Linked DNA regions of Rattus norvegicus: region 1 is linked to region 2. A link is a contact called in public Hi-C data. All regions are on one chromosome and are shown on one strand. The core of a region is the stretch at or near the end of the contact, and the rest is flanking DNA. Distances in the headings are between cores, read along the strand shown.

Region 1 (2,959 bases), core at 39-2,538, 120 kb after region 2:
GGATAATCAGGCATTAATCTTGGATAGCTAAAGAGCTATTAAAACTCAGCCTCTGTGTATCATGAAGCCTGTGGATGATCAATTCTTTTAAAAAATGAATTTTTAAAAAGCTCATATCGTGCTCTACAAAAGGAGAGACTCCCATGAAGCCTTTTGAACGAGATCATCATGCAGCTCAGCTTTCTGTTGGATTCCATGCTAAGCCAGCTAACCTTACCTGCATTGATAGCACTAGAGCAGGCAAGCACCCGCTCGCCACCCTTCGGCCACGTAGGGGCAGCCCATGCATGACAGCCTGAATCACAGGAGGAACAGCTCCGTGTGCGAGCCTCGGTGTCTGCGCGGATCTGAGGAGCTGTGCACGCAGTGTAGCAGGCCAAGGTCTGAGCCACCACAGCATTTTTATTTGAGATTTTGATAACTGTTTGTATGTGTTGAAAACCAAAATGACATCTTTTTAAAGCTTGTCCATAAGTAAACATAGATGTCTTTTATAGTGGAATAAAACACGTGGGGGAAATCATCTATTTTGATGCAGCATTTGATAATGATAAACACCTCACGCCTCACTCTTTTCAGTGCGCAGGACGGATGAGGTCTGGGCTGGGTAGACGAAGGCAATGCTGTTTTTGTTTTCTTTAGGACCATTCCCTTTTACCAGCTTTTAACCGTCTGATACCCGTGGTAGGCACACTATCCTAGTTAACATAGTTATGTTCCGCACTTGTCTCATTTAATGTAAAGATCTGCATTTTCTACAGGCAGTTTCCTCCCCACAATCCCACTGTGCAGGTGCTACTGTTGCTCTCACAAATACCTGCAGAAATGTTATCTTCTGGGTGAGACTTCCAGCCCGCACTCCGTGTCATGTGCTCCCTCCTTTCAAACTCGAAGGTTTCCCTCTGGGCCACTGCTTTGCTCCGGGAAGCCTTTCTGGATACCTTACCCCAAGCTGTTCGGACTTTGTATTCTTTAAATAATTTAACTACCCTTAATTACTTAAAAAAAAAAGCTTTATGATTTTCATAACTTATTGCCGATTTTAATGGGTTGTTAATTTCAGTCCTGTAGTTTTATTTTATGTTTAGATAGGGCTGGGCAAGGAGAAAGAAAATAAAAACAACCATATTCAGCAGTGCAGTCGAGTTGTGTGTTAATGTCAGAGCTTCCTTCTGGGAACAGCACGTCTCCGTACAGGAAACGCACCGTCTTGGTCACACATAAGGGCCCAGCACACTACCCAGTGCTCTTTGTGTGCCTGCAAAAAGTACTCCGTCCTTGCTTGGGCTGTCTGAGTGAAGTCCTTTGAAGTAGTTGTGAAACAGTGCATGCCTCCAGTTACTCTGGCTGTAACCTTCAGGTGCTGAGGAGAGAATGGAAAAACCCTCTGGTTTCCCTCAGTCACTCCCGGCCAGGTAAGATGTGCTCTGTGGCTTAGCTGTCTGAGCTTTCTCTGAAGTGTGTCTTTACCATGGAAAGGAAATGGAAGCCATTGTGTGGTTTCGTTATTCTCCCTTTTTAAGGGGTTGGGGAAGGTGCGGGGAGCTAGGGTTCAAGACAGGATTTCTCTCTAGCCCTAGCAGCCCTCAAACTCAATTTGTAGACCAGGCTGGCCTCGGACTCAAGAGATCCACTTGTCTCTGCCTCCTGAGTACTGGGATTAAAGGTGTGCACCACTACCGTCCAACTACAGCTTCTTCCTTTTCTCATGGTGTTAATTGACGTCATCTTGGCCCAGGACTGAAATTTGGAACATCATTCAGACAAACTCTATGCTGTCATTTTGTGTTTATACAGGATGATGGACTGCAAGCCTTCATTACAAACCTGCACATAACATTAACTAGATGTTCCAACACTACTCCTTCCCCAGTTTGCTCTTGGGGAAGGAGGACACACGGGTAGATTGTGTGGTTAAATATTAACTCTAAAAGACGGGTTGGCTTAAAGACTAGTTATGCAAGAAATAGAAATCAGATAAAAGATACCTGCTTGGCACCCTCTGTGGGTAAAATTTCTTGAGTGCCCTTACCTTCTAAATGTATTTTTGCCTTTATATCAGAAATTATAATAGCAGTATGAATTCAGCCACCATTCCTATTGTAAAATTTAACAATTATCTACCCTAGTTCAATACAACCTGACTAGTATTTTCCTGTGCTGACAACTGGTAACGGCTTTCAAGCATCACAAAGATGTCCTCTTGGGATTTCTTCAGCCACCGTAGGCAATGAAGCCCACCTGTTCCCACTGCCTTATTAAGGTATTCTATCTAATGCCTGTATTTTTGTTCTTTAAGATGGGCTGGCCTCAACGTTAGGGAAATGCCTGCCCCTACCTATGTTCTTGTATGAAGAGGTACAGGTTAATTCCCATACCTGTTTATATACCAAAGGAGCCTGACAAAGTCATTTTGATTCAGTCTCTGATCAGCAGAGGTAACGGCTGTAAAGGGAACTTTGTTATTTGTTTTGAACTACAAAAATTCTTAAAAGCTGAGAATTGAGGCAGAGCCCTTAACCTCAGGGCCATAAGGTTTCTTGGCTCATATATCCTGAGGAATGGTTCATCCTAAAATACTCAATTTTTCCCCTTGAAAGCCACTATCTTTCCCTTTTACCATTCCTATCTTAAAAAAACAAAAACAAACAAACAAACAAACAAAAAACCTCCCAAGATAAAACCAGACAAAATAAAACTTTCCATTTTACTCAGCCCCAACATGGGATAGAGCCTGGGGCAAATGACCTGTTTCTCCATTGAGCCCGTTTCCTACTACAGAGTTACTGATTTACTCAGTCTTGAAATGTAGAAAAGCTTAAATCAAGAAGAGGGGACTGTGTGCCCCTGCGTGCGGGTATGTGCATGTGTGTTTGTAAGCCAAACGTCTCTAGGCATCATTTTTTAGCTACCATCTATCCTTAAGACTGAGCCCCTCATTGGCCTGGAACTTAGCAAG
Region 2 (3,096 bases), core at 479-2,978:
TGTTTGTTCTTACTGTGTTTTCTGTCTGCTACCTATGTCTAAAGTGATGTCTTCACGACGCAGTACCTTTTTTTATAATGCCTAGTGTCCCTGAAATCGGTCAGGAAACGTTCACTATGGAAGTGAGCCATCGGCACGGCTGTGTTTGCCATCTCCGAGATGCTCAGTGTGACCTGAGCAGGTAGGCAGTTTTGAGGTATTAGCCATTCTACTGTGCAGTCAGTCCTATTTATCCAGAGGCCTTGTGTCGAGTTGCTGTCCTTGTGAAGAGAGCAACCTTCTTGTCCCGGCTTCCAGGAGCTTACAGCTGTGTTTCATCTTCATTTTCTGGTACAGCCGACCCACAACCACCATCCAGTTCTATATTTATGATGCTCCTGTCTCCACCTCTTGGGGGGTTCTAGGGGATACACCTGGGCTGGCCCACCGTTTATGACGTCATCCTTCACCATTTATGACACCAGTCATCTTCAGATCCACCCACCCCCCACCCCCATTTCCATCCTGTTTTACTTTTACCTATTCAATTTCAAAACCTCTTTGGAAGGCAGTGGGTATCTAATGCTAGGTAATAAATCTCTCCGAAATGCAGATGTTTAAACAATGCGCCCTGAAGGGGGCTGGAGAGAGAGCTCTGCAGTTAAGAGTACCTGCCACTCTTTGAGAAGATTTAAGTTGTTACACTGCCACACTTGGTGTACACGTAAGGTCAGACTGCACATTTGCTGCTGTATCTCGATTTCGATGAGGTTGAAGTCAGAAGACGTTGCAGCTAGGATGTCAGCCAGAGCCATCTGAGAACCTGGCCAGGCTTGAGCATTGTTGGTATTGATGGTGGACAGTAGATGTTCCCTGTGTGGATTTCTCCTGATTTTCTCTAGTGTCCTTCTGACAAGGTTGTTCCCAGAGTAAAGAACAAAATGGAAACCGTAGCACCTGGGCAGCAGTCATGTGCCTTCAATTCAGGCAGGTTTTATCCATCAAAAATGAGCCACTAAGTAGTGCATACCTGTAATCCCAGCATTCGAGAGGCTAGCCTTGGCTAGCACGACAAGGCCATGAGAGACACTGGGCCTGGTGACATACTTCCTGACCCTTTTAATCCTTTTAAATAGAACCACTAAGTCATGACTAAGGACTCCCATCTATGAGCCTGTGAGGCCATTCTCATTCAGACCACCAATCAGTGACATTAGGTGACAGCAGAGCGGAGGGAAGGTACTCTAAGCCGGATCTCTTCTGTGTCATGGGTGTTTGTGTGTACTTGGTTTCCATGGTGGGGCTGGATTCATAGGATGAGGAAAGTGGAGCTCTGGAGAGGAGGAAGAGCTTGCTCAAGGTCGGGGCCAGTGACAGAGGAGCATATCATCCACATCAACCCAAGACCCCTCCCATGCTCAGTGGAAAACAGAGTCTCCGAGAACTTACTGCTTTGACTGTCTAAGCCAAGGCCATTCTGCCACCAGAGAGAAATGAGATTAGCATATGAAGATGTTCTGACAGCTGTTGGATGTGCTTGTAACACACAGACCACACGGGCGTGGAACCTCCTCCAGCTGTACCCCTGTGTCTCCCTTTACCCATATTTGCCTCCTTTAACCCCCGGCTTGGAGAAGCATCGAGCTCCTCATCATGGCTGCTGGCACCGTGGAAGCCCATAGGGTCAACAGAGCAGTCTGCTGCGGAGCCCAGAGGTGAGAGGGCAAGGCCCTCCTCCCTCGTATGGGGACAGAGCCAAGTCCAGCACGGAGGAGATAGGACATCCCATCGGCCCTGGTGCCTTGCTGTCCTGTGGGCACCTGATAAGGCCAGGGAACCACCCACTCAACTTGTGTGTGCTTCCAAATATAGATTTCTCCCCACTCTGGCCATAGCCATTACAATGTTTCTTCTAAAGGCCTGTCTTCTCAGCTGGGAGATGGAGCTGGTCCAGGAGAGGGCTAGCTCGCATTGGTGTGAGCTTAGCGTCGGGACTTGGGGGACAGGAAGCAAGGCTGACTTCCCACTTCCACTTCCTCTCAGCAGTGGCAGTCCCGTCCCCCCGGAAACAAACGTTTCTGTCGGATATTCTTTTCATTTTACCAGGGCTCATGCCTGGAGCATTCTCCACCGGTACTCGTCGCAGGCACAAGTGTCTGCACAGAGAATTTCCCCTATGTTAAAAGCTGAAAGGCCAGGACTCTTACTGTGGGCCTGAAGCCCAGGTAAGAAGCTTGCCTACTGACCTATTAATCTGGATCCAGAGGCAGGCAGGCATAATGAAGAAGGTCAATTTACCAAAGCGGCCCGGCAGGAAAAAACTGCCGGTAGGGAGACGAGCAGTGTGACCCGATACCTAGGGGAGACTTAAGACTTCTGACACCCATTGGTTGCCAACAATGATCTGGCTCCCAGACAGCGCTGTCTCTGGGTGTGGCTCAGGCCCCTCCCTGGGCGGTGGGAGAGCAAAGGGAGCTATCAGCAGAGGCTCCAGGCTTTACTCCCGTAGAGCAATTGGGTCTTGGTTGGCCTGGATATGAGGTGTGTTTGGGCAAGTTGCCCTATCCCAGCAGGCACTTCACGGGATGGGCCAGAGCCACCCTTCATGGAGTAGAGGGACCCTGGGAGTCACCAAGTCTGTAAACCTACCACTGGCCGACTATATCAGACCTTCATCCTGGCCTTAAAGCCAGCAATTTAGAACTGACCTTAGCTTGCCTCATAGCTGGGTTGGCCCCTTCCTTGGAAGCTCCAGGATATATGACATTCATGAGTAGGTCAGGGTGAGTCTATATCTTGCCTGCTGACCAGGCCTGAGTCAGTGTCAGTCTGTCCTGTGAGCCCCTGAACCAACCTCTGTACAATGGCCTGTTACCAAGTCACCCTGAGCCCCTGAAAGCATCAGGCGTGGGCTCTGGAGAGGTGGCCTAGTGGTAGGGTGGACGGAAATGACAGCCAGCCCCAGGCTGCTGTGCGTTGCACCTGGCTTGGCAAATGCCATCTGGACCATCACACTCCTCGGACTATGAAGGTGTCAGGCTATGGCCGCCTACCCTGTTCACGAGTAAAGACCTGCAGGCCCACGGAGATTGAACACTGTGCCCAAGCCATGATTAA

What was found. A called contact is a pair of places that touch in the nucleus more often than the background predicts.
Region 1: a Hi-C map of liver shows a contact between it and region 2, with 6 times the contacts expected there. The contact joins two enhancer-like sites. A contact is called at or near these places in 12 of 12 Hi-C or Micro-C datasets (the A7r5 cell line, the Rat2 cell line, Schwann cells and 7 more) and 1 of 1 datasets of contacts at active chromatin or transcription factors (oligodendrocytes).

What each region holds. Positions count from the first base shown.
Region 1 is chr1:262,387,898-262,390,856 of GRCr8, forward strand. It overlaps Mxi1 (MAX interactor 1, dimerization protein), which reads left to right. Exons shown (of 6, transcript NM_013160.2): 6 at 1-1,140. Among named protein-coding and RNA genes, the nearest start is that of Smndc1, 17 kb to the right of the region's middle. Within about 2 kb of position 1,289, at least 4 of the 93 cell types and tissues checked have an H3K27ac peak or open chromatin away from gene starts, as enhancers often do. A contact at or near this core is called in liver, where this site is marked.
Region 2 is chr1:262,268,268-262,271,363 of GRCr8, forward strand. No RefSeq gene overlaps it. Among named protein-coding and RNA genes, the nearest start is that of Mxi1, 79 kb to the right of the region's middle. Within about 2 kb of position 1,729, at least 3 of the 93 cell types and tissues checked have an H3K27ac peak or open chromatin away from gene starts, as enhancers often do. A contact at or near this core is called in liver, where this site is marked.